Regions from separate parts of the Mus musculus genome. Here all the other regions are linked to region 3. A link is a contact called in public HiChIP or PLAC-seq data. All regions are on one chromosome and are shown on one strand. Each heading gives the region's core, a stretch centred on a gene start, on an enhancer-like site or on the middle of the called end of the contact. The rest is flanking DNA. Distances are from core to core; before and after follow the strand shown. Region 1 has its middle 110 kb from the start of Gm31534. Region 2 has its middle 85 kb from the start of Gm31534. Region 3 holds the start of Lnpk (lunapark, ER junction formation factor).

Region 1 (4,391 bases), core at 598-3,097, 480 kb before region 3:
ATGGGCAGCATAAATTGGACTTGGCTGATCATTTAAAATAAACAGGAAGTGAAGTTGGGAGGTGGTGGATGTATCCAGAAGTAGTTAGAGGAGGAGTAGGGAGGCAAAGGGTATAAAAATATGTTGTATGTATTTCTCAAAAAAACTAACAAAATATAATAGTAAAAATACACAGAAAAGGGAAGATGGATATCCTAGTATGGGGCTAGATTATCTACTATGAAGATTAGCATAAAAAAGACTCTCCTGGGTTCATACTTCAGGGGTAAACACCTGTCTTGGCTACAGGAACCATAGCTCTTAGACAGAGGATCACAGCTTGTCCATGTGAATGTGGGTCTGATTAGTGTTGATCTCCAGTTACTATTTCCAAATGCTATCATTAGGATGGACCTAATACATACACAGTTAAGGGTTCTTTTAATTGCTTCTTGGGTTAGGTAGGAGGCTCGGCAGTATAGTGCCTATCTAGCACATACGAAGCCCTGGCTTCTACCCCTAGCGTTGCAAGTAAACAAAAGTGGAATGGGCATCCAATTATGGTTCTTACATATAACTCAGCCACTTTACAAATTAGTGCTGTTATTAATAAAGATGAACTCTGAAATAAAGCTTCAAACTAGCCTGGGAAACACTAGAGATCTGTCCTAGCTTGTTTTTTTTTGTTGTTGTGATAAAACACTAACCAAAAGCAACTTGGGAAGAAAAGGGTTTTATTGGCTTATAGGTTATAGCCCGTCACTGAAGAAAGCCAGAGTAGGAGCGCAAGGCAGAAACCTGGAGGCAGGAACTGAAGCAAAGACCATAGAGGAACACATCCCACTGGCTTACTTGTAAGCTGATGCTTAGGTACCCTTCTTAGACAGTGTAGGCCTGCCTCTCTCGGGATGGTGTCGCCCATAGTGGGCCGGGCTCTCTCCTACATCAATTAGCAATCAAGAAGATGCTTCACAGACATGCCCCCAGGCACATTGGGTGGAGGGAATTCCTCATTTGGAGTATGTACCATGTTAACAACATGATGCTATCCAAGGATAATGGCTAATGTCACAAGTTTACTTGAAGTAAATTAATATAAAATAATACTCGAAATCGTAGCTTAAAGGTTAAAGGAGAATCATAAGACCATTTTTTTTAATTGGTCTGCATTCCAGCCATCAACACTATGTGCCAAATATGAAAACAAAGTATTGATCAATAATGGATCTTGTTGGGGAGTAATATTTCTGATCACAGCATGACAATGTTACTCGGTGTCCTTTATGTAGTGTCTGACCTTTCAATATAAATGTGAAGTCAGTAAGTAGATAGAAAATATTTTTGGGTTTCACCATGCCCCCACAGCCTCTTTTTTATTCTTTGATGCTTACACACTGTCTTTTGAAGTGACTGATCTGTTATCAGGTCTGAGCAGGTCTCACCTGTCCCACCCTCATTTGTCCATGGCTTTACCTCAGGACATGAGCAGTGAGTGTCAGGCGAGCATAGGAAGGACATGGACCTTCTAAGAAGGCAGTTCATTAGTGACTGTGTTCGCATTCTCATGATTTTGTTTTTCTTTTCCACACTTAGGCCACCAGAGACTTTAGCTCATTAATGTTTGGTTAATGGGCAACTGTTCTTAATTTCTTGCTGTATATCTGGCTTCAAGACTCTCATGTCAAAGGGAAAAGAGCTATTAATTCCCCTTTACAAACATATACACTAAGAAAACAAAGCTCCAAATATGACATGAAGAGATGCAAAACCTCTTTCCCTTTTCTGCATGCATAATGCTAGCTCCATTCTGCCATAGTCTGAGGGGGCCCTTATTTTGAAATGCCAGTGCTGGCAAGTGGGAGTTTGACCATTATGAAAGTCGTATCTTTGCCCTGGCCTATACCATAGTAAACTGAATGACAGAAAAACAAATGTCACTTATTAGAACATTGAGGTTTACTGTTGAAGTGATTAACTAAGAATCATTTGTATGATTAAATGCTGGAAAATAATTTGCTTTCCCTGTGAACCTATAGCTTAGATCTCATTACACAGAAGTGCTGCACATTAGTTGAAGCAAATTAACATTCAAACACTTTCTGGAGTGGCTGCTAATCACAGGCTGTTAATTACTGTCATTACATTAGGCTTCTGCAGAGACTACCCAAAGAATCATTCTCATGATCTTGGTATTTGAGAGTGATCTTCACCAATAAAAACACATGTCAGAGATACAGAAATTGCAAATTGCTGAAATTGCTGACAGGGTTGAAAATTCCGCTGACTATAAGTACCCATCTCGTGATGGATGCATTCTTGACACAGTTTCAGTGTTTGGACTTAGGAAATAATGAGTATCAATGTCCTAGCAAGGGAATATGCAAAGATGAAGAAGCCCTTTTGTATCCTTAATTAAGGAAAATAGTAGCAGAACTCGTTCACAGATAAGTGACTGTACATAATAATCATGTATTTATGTAAGGGAGTGCTATGCTATATTACTGTAGTGGCAATTAGATTTTCACAAAGTCGTTTTAATAAAAGGCATACTTACATAATAAATAAACAAAACCGCTCATTTTCATGGCAGGCTCTCTAATTATACACTGGCTCAAAATAAAATGTTCTGCAATGCTAAGTTAAACATATAGATTCTAGCTTCTTCTACAACATTCCCCAAATTTTTTCGCAGATCCACAGTTCCTGTCGCCCCGGGGAACTCCGCTAAATCAGGAGAGACTATTTGTGCATTTTGCCTATTCTGCATAAGGAAGGGATCATTGCAGAATTTAGAAGTCAAGGCTTTCCACACCCACTAATCTTTCTTTATTGCTATCAATAAATTGTACATTGCCAACAATTGGGATCGTCCCAATGCCAGTATTTTGAGAACTCAGGTGACTGTTAACATGTGTTGGTTTGGGCACAATCCAATTCTTCAACAGTGTATATGTTAAAGAAGCCCAAGCCACAAACCTCAGAGGATCTCTTAATTATGGTACAAACAAGGTCTCCTAATTCTGGCTTCTCAGCCATCCATTAATTCATTCATCAAATATGTATTAAATGTCTTGCTTGTGGAGGGCATTTTATTAGATACTGTGAGAGTGTAAGGGTGAATTAGCTATGAAACCTGCCTTGGAGGAACTTAGAGATTAGTATGGGACAACAAGCCTTTCAAGGTGAGCCCCTGCTTCCAGGAGGACAGAGTGAGCATTTGTGGATGGATCTGGGTCAGTCTTTCCCAGATCCAACAGCTGTGGCACAGTGAGAGGGCTAGCTGTGCTACCTGTGTGTGTGTGTGTGTGTGGTCACCTCTGTTCTAAAGCAATCCTGTTCCCGAATATGCAGATAGAGCTCTGTTTCCTAAGGGCTTACAGAGACACACCCATACTTATATATTCCTTTCTTTCTCTTTCTCTCTTCCTTCCTTCCTTCCTTCTTTCCCTCACAGAGTGAATGGTCCAGTAGGGAATACAGATTAGTAGATGAGCACTATTAATCTATTAATAAGTGGGTCCTCTGATGAGGTACATTTAGCATGCAGTGTGAGTACACGGGGAAGGCTCACAGATGTGACGAGGCAGGTTAGCTGGGATTTAAAATAAGGTTAGTAATGAGCAGTGGAGTCTTGGGGAAGGGATTCCAGTGTGGTGTGTTGGAGGAAGCAAGTGAATTTCAATATGACTAATCTACGAAATGCAAGGGCATGAGGATAATAAATGTCTGGTGCTGAAGGAGGAGGAGCTTGTCAGTAGCGGGGAGGGGGCGATAAGATGTATGTAAATTACATCCTATAAAAATTTGCTGATGTTTGAGGACAGGGAATGGCACAGACAAGTATGTATGTTTAAAAAGGTCACTCTGGATTCTTCTATCGAGCATACTGGAAGGGGCAATCCTTGAGGCAGACATAGCAGTTAAGCTTGGAAGAAGAATAGGAAGTATTCCCATTCCACTGGATAGGAAGTAGAAGCAATGGGACTAGGGCTTTGGCAAGATGTGTCTGTGTTTGCATCCACATATGTGGGTGACTGTATGGGCAGTGGTTGTTTCAAGAGGGAAGGGGAAGTTGAGGAAGACTCCAGGGCGAAGGAGCTAGAGCTGCTGGTTATTTCAGCTCCTAAGGGAGGAACACAGCAGGTTTAGAGAGCTTAGTGAGTAGCCTGCTTTTGAAGTTGACTTTAAGGAATTTTCAAGTAGAAATACCCTGTCAGTAGGAAGTGTGAGTCATAGAAGGAAGAGCCAGTCCCCACCATTGTCCTTTGTGTTTGCTTTTAGCTGTTTGGTTTCCCCACATTTCATCCACAGAGGCGGAGATTAAAGTCAGTGCTCTGCTCAATAACGGTTCTCTCCCAGCATGTGTGCATACCTTTTAATTATCTTGCTTTATGTATTATTAAATATAGGAA
Region 2 (4,388 bases), core at 74-2,573, 460 kb before region 3:
TCTTCATTTTAGAGATTGTGTGTGTGTGCCATTTTAAGAATTTGTAGCAAAGACTGCTACATAAACTGCTAGTCACACTTGCTGGGGAACTTTGCAAATAAAAACCATAAAAACAGTGTTAGCTTATTAAACAAACAGAAAGAACTTAATAGCATAGAACTTGGGTGCATAAAAGCTCGGGATGGCTTCCGAAATAGCGTACATCACATAAAACGAATTACAACCAATAGATCTAGGTCTAGTTTCTGAGTGTCCACTTCGTTTTTAGTTAAGACAAACATCAGGATTGTTGTAATATTAACACCATTCCCTAACCATTTGATTGTTGTTATTTCTTAGTATTCCTGAGCCATGAAAGCATCGTGCACAGGGCTCTGCTCTTGCACAGAGAGGCGGGCTTTTCTGTAAGAGAGTTGCTGCCTGCGATGGTGGGCTGCCTGCTGTCGTGTTTACCTTCACTGGGGCTGCCTGGCTATTGTCGAGCCAGTTGAGATGATTCATGGGTCTGACAGATGTCTGGTACAGCTGGATGTGTCCTTGATTATCCCAAAAGTCTGGACAGCACTGTCATTCACCATTGCCCAAATTATCTTTGTATTGACTGTGGAACCCTTGGTGACAGCGCTGTAATGGCTAATTACCCAAGATACCACTGGTACGCACTTCATAATGGCTTAGTGAAAAAGGAAAAGACTGTAAGGAAATGAGGAAAAAAAATACTAATAAAAGTAACATCCTGTTCTGTGCAAAGAACAGACTCTGCTGCAGTAGAGTGTGTGTATTTATTTGACATCATGCAGTCTATGCTAATGAAATCCAGGGCCACAATAGGAGAAGCATAGATTCTCATGAAACGTGTAAGGGAGGGATAAAACGTAAAGAACGCTGACAGTGATGAATTATGGACAATAGAAGGAGCTATTAGCTGGGAGACAATCGTATGCATGGCATACTCGGGAAAGGCATGACAAGTGGCAATTTGCCTGCCTCGCCTGCTGCAGGGGTTGGAGGCGAAAGAGTACGTTCTGTTTAGCAAATGGCCTCCCCAGAAATGGAGAGGAGGGAGGGAAAGAGGAGGCGCTTAGTAAATCTGCTCCGGGGGCAAGAATGGGAAGCCGAGGTTTCATTTCCCCCTATAATGCCATAAATTAGCCCACTTTGACAAACATAGCTCCCTCAAAGCAGATATATATTAGGAGGGGGAAAGAGAAGGGAATAGAAGGCACAAAATCCCATTTTGACTTTTAGTGGAGATGATGAGGTCCCGGGAGGGCAGACAAAGCAGGCCGGGGAACAGCTTTCCACACAAAGAATGCAGTGATTCGCCACATCCTGTCCAGGCCGTGTCTGAATGTCACTCCTATCTTAATTACTAGACTAACAAAGCTATCCCGTTCTTCTAGAATCTCTGCCTCCGTTCTCACAATGCAAGAGGAGAATCTGATGAAAGGTTGCTCGTGAGTCTTTATGAAGCCAGGAGGTGAGGTCAGGGGCCTTGGGGAGGCGGAGTAGAGGAGGATGATGGGTGAAGACCGGAAGGCCTGATGCTCTCTTGTTCTTGATCGACATGGGTACTCCCCTGAGTTTTGTAGCAAGTGGCTTGGTGGGACAGCTGTGACAAAGTCGGGGACATGATGCATCACCCCTGGCCTTCCAGTTGGAAAGGGGGAGATTGTCTCTTTCTTTGACCCTATACTTGTGCAGTGATCTCAGGCCTAGTCACTCACAAAGCACGGGATACGAGCAGTGTGACTTGAGGACTGTGGGTACTGCATTCTGACTCACTGAATTATTCCTTTAGCTGAAGAACTTCAGTCCATTGTTTTGGACCACCTCAAATACTTCATTGTGTCCTCCCTGAGTTCTCTCGGATGCTTCTTGATGGTCCCAGAGGTGTTCCTCTGTCCACTGATTCTCAGTAAGGACCATAGTGATGGTGTAGGAGAGAGACGGACAGGAATTTGGGCGAGAATATCTCCTGAGCCCTGTGCTGATACCCTGCCCCTGCCAATCATATGGGCGAATACTTCTGTGTCCATCAAGCAAATTTTCCCTTTGAAAATGACTTGGATTGAAACAAGTTAATTCCCCCTAGAACTCTGGTTAGTTGGAGTTATTTTGTATTTTTTAAAAAAATGACAATCACATTTTCAAAACACGTAGGTGATACGTTTGTATCCCTATCACATTTAGGCGTGCCCCCCACCATCATAACACAGACAAAGTGGGAGGAGGGAAGAGAAGCTGTAGACCCGGACATGTCCAGGTGGCAGGCTGGGGGGGAATAGAGTGGTGGGGATCCCTCACGCTGGAGCGAGGACACAGTGAGGTCAGTAGCCACTGCCGGTTGCTGTTGTGTACAAGTGAGACGTGGGGGCCATATCTCTTTTCAGGAAGATTTAAAACTCCAAAGTCTTAAGGATTATCCGTTCCTAAGGTCTTACAAGCTTCAAACCTGGGTGTGTTTGCCAGTGTCTGGGAGGGAGCTGGGTTGACGGGCAACAGAGATCTTAGACACTATGAACCTGATGCTGTCTGGTGTTTCAATAAAGCACAAGAACCACCCATTCCAACAGAGGCTTCTTGATGTCAGTCTCGTGTTTGCTTGTACACTGCTGTTTACCTACATTTTCTTCAGTCCCGTGTCGTCTAACACACCGTTAGCAGGATCAAGAACCTTCCATGGAGCCATTTGTAGGTCTTTTTTTTTTTAAATTGACATTTGATTTGATTTGATTTTTTCAATTTTATTTATTTTATTTATTTCAATTGTTACCCCCTTCTAGTTCCCCACCCCCCAAGATCCCCCAATCGACCCTTCCTCCCCCTGTCTCCACGAGGGTGCTCCCCTACCCTCCCACTCACTCCTGCCCCACTGCCCTATCATATCTCTACACTGAGGCATCAAGCCTTCACAGGACCCAGAGCTTCTCTTCCCATTGATGTCAGACAAGGCCATCTTCTGCTACATATGCAGCTGGAGCCATGGGTCCCTCCATGTGTACTCTTTGGTTGGTAGTTTAATCACTAGGAGCTTTGGGGAAGGGGGGGGGTCTGGTTGGTTGATATTGTTGTACCTTCTATGGGGTTTCAAACCCCTTCAGCTCCTTTAGCCCTTCCCCCAACTCCTCCATTGGGGTCCCTGTGCTCAGTCTGATGGTTGGCTGAGAGCATTTGCATCTGTATTAGTAAGGCTCTGGCAGAGCCTCTCAGGAGACACAGGTTCCTGTCAGCAAGCACTTCCCAGCATCAGCAAGTGTCTGGTTTGGTGTCTGCACATGGGATCGACCCCCAGGTGGGGCAGTCCCTGGACAGCCCCTCCCTCAGTCTCTGCTCCACTCCTTGTTCCTGTGTTTCCTTTAGATAAGCAATTTTTGCTTAAAATTTTGTGAAGGATAGTGTCCCCACCTCTCACATCTTGACCTTGTTTTCTCTTTCTCTTTCCATCTGGAGGGCTCAGCCCAGAGTTTGAAGCTCCGAGAAGACGCTCAGCATGCCTCTGACTCCTTCGCAGTATTTTCACAATTGGAGACATAGACTCACTATCATCTGTCTCCCTAACAGACTCTATGCTCCACAAGGGCAGGGAATTTCCTCTATACTGTCAGGATCCACTCCAGTATGTAGTATGCATTTGATGAGTGTCAAGTTGCAGAAATAGAGACAATTGAATGGGTCATGTAAAAACTAAACATATGTGTCCAGAGGTTAATCTCATCCAAAATCCTCTCTGAAGATCTGAAAAGAGAACTGAGAACTACCACTGTATCTACTGTCAATCAGACATGTTCATAAGCGGTTTTTTGAAATTTCTCCTGTGAGGTTGCACCTCCTTAATTAATTTATCTGAGGTTCTTGATTTTCACTTTTTATTTTTCTGAAATCAGGAAAGAATTGAAGATTCCTTAAAACTTCCCATTCAGAACAAATGTCCTTGCCTTTTGGATAAATACTAGGAATGAGAGACACTACTTGCAGTGGACTGTAAAAATGACCACAAACGATTCCCTTCTTCCTTGCACACCTTTAGATGGTCACCTGTGCATGGCTTGCCCATCTGGCTTATTTTGGCCAATGTACAAGCCACAGACATAGTGCAAACCTGGGAAACATTAGGATGTGTTTTGTTTTGTTGATGCTCTTGGAAGCCCTGTAGCTACCATGCTGTGACCAGGTCTAGGTTAGTTACCCACATTACTTCAGCCAATAGCCAACATCTGCAGATAAACATGGCAATGAGATCAGTGGAGGCTAAGCAGCTCCAGGTGACCTGCCATCTGGCTGCACTTGTTTGGGGGAAACCCCAGTGAGCTCAGCAAAACCCTGCCCAGTTGCATCAGAGCTCTTACGCTAGAATTGTGAACTTTTATGTAGTGGACTAACAGCTA
Region 3 (4,525 bases), core at 1,437-3,936:
AGATGTAAAACACAGGAAGATTGGCTATTTTCTATAGTACTGAGTTCATTTCTCAATCACACCCATTGCTGCTGTCCTTTCCTTTACTCCAATTCTGACTGACCATCACTTACTGTAAAAAAAAAAAAAAAAAAGGAGCCAAAACATTAAATATCCCTGTTTCTCAATTTCCTTATTTGCAAAAGACAGATAGAATCCTCTAGGGTGTTGAAAGGCTTAACTCTGTCCTGACTTACCCTAGTACCTGATAACATAGTCATTACCCATAATTGTTTTTCTTGATGTACTTATTGCCATTTTCTAATCCATCTCACTTTCTTGACTCTAGCATTTCCTTCTGAAGCATAAATCACTCCCTTCCTCAGGCAGCTTGTCCCCAAACAAGTGCAGTCTCTTTCCAGCTCTGATATCACAATGGGACTTAGCATGTATGACCTTAAGGGCTGAGTGCATCTAAATGTGGGGGGTTAAGATTTATTTTCATGTGTATGAGTATTGTGCTTGCATGTATGTGCACCATGTGTGTGCCTTGTGCCCAGGGAAGTCAGAAGTGGGTGTTAGAGTTACAGATGGCTGTGACCCACCATATGGGTCATCTGAGTGCCCCCAAGCTCTCCAGCCCTCTACCATACTGATGATGTTTTCCACTGTTATTCACACTCAGACCTAAGTGTTTTTCTTGAATTCTCAACTCACTTCAAATCACATTAAAACAATGGGATAAGGATTCAAAACATGGCTCAGCCATTTACCAGCTATATGATCTTAAACTTAGAGAGTTCTTAAACTCTGAGCTTTGGCTAATAAAGCAGTTAGAATATTTACATTCCTTGGAATTGTATAAATTTAGTGAACTTATTTATCACTTGGCACAGTATTTAGCACATAGTATTTAGGTAATTTTAGCCATTACTATTGCTGTTACCAAAACCACATGTAATATCTAAATGAAGCATGTGCCTAACATTCCATTAAATGAGTGCATATTTTAATTATTTCATAATTTAAAATCTGTAAGTATAAAATAAGTTTGTGTTTTTACTAAAAATATTTTTCTCATTTACCCTAGCATGGAAATAAATAAATGGAGTATTTTTCAAGCACTTCCCATTATAATAAACGTATAAGCCTTCATAGAAAACAACAAAAGAAATGGAGTTTTGTGGTTTTTAACCTTTGATTCCAAACTTAAATATAAACTAGTCACCTTTAACAGCATCTCCACATTATACTACACAATTTGGGTTTAAATGTGATTTGTTCGAAATCGCTTTCAAATGTCCAAATAGGCAACTCTGAAATATCTTACACCAGGTTTATTGCCCAAAAAAAAAAAAAAAAAAAATGGTAAGCACACTTCTAAAAGCACTTTTAATATGAGATGACCACCACAAAATAAATAAATATAAAAATTAAAAATAAAAAAGACTGACAGGGAGATTTCTATATGAACTCATACCTTTATTAGAGTCACCTATCCAAGCATTCTTCCAACATATAAACACCATAAACATTTATTAACATCATTACTATGGTGACCCCAATAGATGTCAAGGAACTTTTTAAAACTTCACTTTTAAATGAACCACTCTTGCTTAAGGTTCGTATTCGAAATCAACTTTGTTCTTCTAAGAAGGCACTATGGAGACCTTTGGGAACTAGGTATTAGCCCTGCCTGCCAGCTTGAACATATATATGCCTGTAACTAAATTTACTCACATCCATCACACCTCTAGACAATGTTGTCAACGCTAAGACTGAGGCCACAGAGACAGAAAACAATAGGCTCTAAGCACCACAAACCAGAAACCAAAAAGTAAGAACAGAACACTGAAAACTCAGTGAGTCGCAGGTGTTGCTTAAAACTGCACGCAGAAATAAATTCACCAATCCGAACTCTCCGTCCGCAAACACACCATCAAAGAATTAAACCTACTGATGCCCCTTGGAGTTGCTTTTCCCGGGTCGCTCCTGTCACCACGCACCTTCGTCCTACCCCACCCCTCAGACTGGTCGCTGTCCCTCCAATAAGTAAGGACAATGGTTGTGGAGCAGCTCCTCTAAGTCGCTCACAATCCACGCCCACACGCGGACGGAGCAGCATGACACTGACAGTTTTCAGACCTTCCCGTCGTGCCAGCTCAGGTGGACGCGGAGGTGATCGGGGCTCTCAGGGTGGATATTTCAGCTAGGGATGTGCTCTCTGGGACCTTCTGACACTTCTTAACACAGGGGGGGCCCAAGGGCTCGGGCTCTAAACAGCCACTGCGCGGAATCCCTGAGAACATACCCGGAAAGAACACCGGCCTCAGGGGAGGCAGAGCCGGGTCTCGTGCGCTCCGGAGCCGCTCGGGCCGCTGTTCAGGGCGATCCACGAGAGAAGGCGGCAACAGTGTACGGAGGGCAGCAGCCCCGCGGCGTGTTCCCCAGCCGCCACCAAGCTCTAGGCCACTTGGCAGGGGCGGAGGCACCCGGGCCGGCGCGCCGAGGAACCCGGAGACTGGTTCCCGCTGTCCGGAGCGCCTCCGTCTACGCGGCCCTCCCTTCACAGTCCTACCTGAGAAAAGCGGGCGCCGCTCGGCCTGGGCGTCCACTCGGGGAAGCCTGGGTCGCCACCGCGTAGAGCCTCTGGAGCAGGCAGCAGCACCTACAGATAGAGCGCTGGGCCCGGCCAATGCCTTCCCATCAAACCCCGCGCTCCTGCCGCCAGCCAATGGGCGCTGCAGCCGGCGCGCGCCGCTCCCCCATCACGTGATCCGGCCGGCCCAGCCGTTGGTGCCTCAGAGCGGCGGGTGTGGCAGGAGGATTTAGGCTGAGTATCCTCCGCGCTAGTGTAGGCTGTCGGTCCTCGGGGCACCACAGGGTAGGGCGGTTCCGACTGACTCTTACTAGTTCTGCCTCCTTTTCTCATGAACAACTCCCACGCCCCAGTCTCGCCAAGAAAAGAAACTGATCCTGATTGTCCCAGACCTTCTGAGCGAGAGAAGAGTGGGGAGGACAAAGGGGAGGGACGTTGAAGGTCGAGACCTGTGTGTCTGGAAAAGAGAGGGTACCTGAGATCCCAGATCAGCTGTCATCCAGAAGGCAGCAAAAAAGTTTACATTGCATAGCTCAGAAGCCATCCCAGCCAAGCAAGTGGAGAGAGACAGACAGACATCATACATAACACCTCCTGGCCATACCCCATGAGGGCTTTAGGCTTGTTTCTGTTGCTCTTGGACGTCAAAAAGGGTCCTTTCATGACTACGCGCTTATCTCACCAGCATGAGAAGAACTTGAAATGATAAGGATGGTCTTTTCAAGCTAAGGGGTAGCAACAAAGGCTGAGCTTTCCAAAATTACACTCTTAACAATCTCCAAAACCTCTGAATAACTGGGGCCCCTTAAACAGTAGTGCTGTATTTCCCTAAGAATTGAAAACGACCTAAAGAAGGCTGTATTCCAGTCAACTGCAAGTATCAATAACAAAACTTCAATGGGAGGGGTGGGGGCGCTCCATAGGCAAAATTAGGAGGGAAACTTCAACAAAAGCTTTTATGTTCTGTGTTCAATCACTTTTACGGGTTTTTCTTCTTTAGTTAAGGAAGAAAATGTTTCTGATTTTCAAAGTGCAATAGATATAATAATATGCTATGTTTACACTGACAACACCAGCAGAGAAGAAGGCATAGACATAGTATCTACTTTGTAAGATAATCCCCTAAATTCTAAGATCTTCAGTTACAGCTTTGTAAACTTAAAAGAATAGGAGAGAGCTAAACTTTAGTGTGCCATGTATCGCCTCACCAATGTGGAAGAAAGTAAACAGACATTTCACCAGTTTTTATTTGGAAAATTAGCCATTTTATTTCCCAGCCTTGGTAGTTTCTAAGAACATAAAACTCGTGCTGCCTCTTGTCTCAGATCTTTCCTAAAGGGAACAGGAAAGTTTTGTTTGTTTTTGTTGTTGTTGTTGTGTTTTGTTTTGTTTTTGACTCTTGCTAATACTTGTCCTAGGGTTTTTCATTGAGCTATCAGGGAGTTTAAAAATAAAACAGGACAGAGAGAAGAGAGCTAGCTAGAGGCAAAGATTCTAAAAGATCTAATCCTGAAAAAAAAGTTTCTAGGGAAATCACATGAGAAAAAATGTTAGCCTAGCCAGGTTTGAAAGGGAAACATAAAGTCTAAATCATCTCTCAAATCTTCCCAAGTATTTTTCAAGTGAGGAAACAAAGTAGAAAAATATGTATAGTGCTAAAGACAGCACTATATTTATATTTGTCTTATAAATGGAGAGGATATCCACCGAGGATATGGCTAGATGGTAGTAAGCTTATCTAGTGTATACAAGGCCCAGGATTTAGTCCGCAGTACCATGAAAGAAATGAAGAAAGTGAAAAGGAAGTGTGTCACAGGACAATGCAGGAAAGACAAACAGAACTAAACATGGGATATACTGCTAAACTGCAGACTCCAGGATGATTTTGAGTATTTATGGACTAGGCCCTTCGTTAAGTACTGAGGAAGCATACCATAGCTACAATAA

What was found. HiChIP or PLAC-seq counts read pairs in DNA pulled down with a chosen protein or histone mark.
Region 1: a contact with region 3 is called in an H3K4me3 HiChIP or PLAC-seq map of embryonic basal ganglia, with 6 times the contacts expected there. The contact joins the enhancer-like site here to the promoter of Lnpk in region 3. A contact is called at or near these places in 8 of 39 promoter capture datasets (cranial neural crest, embryonic stem cells, frontonasal cranial neural crest and 5 more) and 7 of 115 datasets of contacts at active chromatin or transcription factors (cardiomyocytes, embryonic basal ganglia, embryonic limb bud and 3 more).
Region 2: a contact with region 3 is called in an H3K4me3 HiChIP or PLAC-seq map of embryonic forebrain, with 2.9 times the contacts expected there. The contact joins the enhancer-like site here to the promoter of Lnpk in region 3. A contact is called at or near these places in 1 of 39 promoter capture datasets (cranial neural crest) and 8 of 115 datasets of contacts at active chromatin or transcription factors (astrocytes, embryonic basal ganglia, embryonic forebrain and 4 more).

The regions. Positions count from the first base shown.
Region 1 is chr2:74,094,829-74,099,219 of GRCm38.p6, forward strand. No RefSeq gene overlaps it. Among named protein-coding and RNA genes, the nearest start is that of Gm31534, 110 kb to the right of the region's middle. Within about 2 kb of position 1,848, at least 2 of the 459 cell types and tissues checked have an H3K27ac peak or open chromatin away from gene starts, as enhancers often do. A contact at or near this core is called in embryonic basal ganglia, where this site is marked.
Region 2 is chr2:74,118,833-74,123,220 of GRCm38.p6, forward strand. No RefSeq gene overlaps it. Among named protein-coding and RNA genes, the nearest start is that of Gm31534, 85 kb to the right of the region's middle. Within about 2 kb of position 1,324, at least 13 of the 459 cell types and tissues checked have an H3K27ac peak or open chromatin away from gene starts, as enhancers often do. A contact at or near this core is called in embryonic basal ganglia and embryonic forebrain, where this site is marked.
Region 3 is chr2:74,576,262-74,580,786 of GRCm38.p6, forward strand. It overlaps Lnpk (lunapark, ER junction formation factor), which reads right to left and starts at 2,687. Exons shown (of 13, transcript NM_027133.3): 1 at 2,558-2,687. It overlaps 4930445N08Rik (RIKEN cDNA 4930445N08 gene), which reads left to right and starts at 2,783. Exons shown (of 2, transcript NR_166470.1): 1 at 2,783-2,863.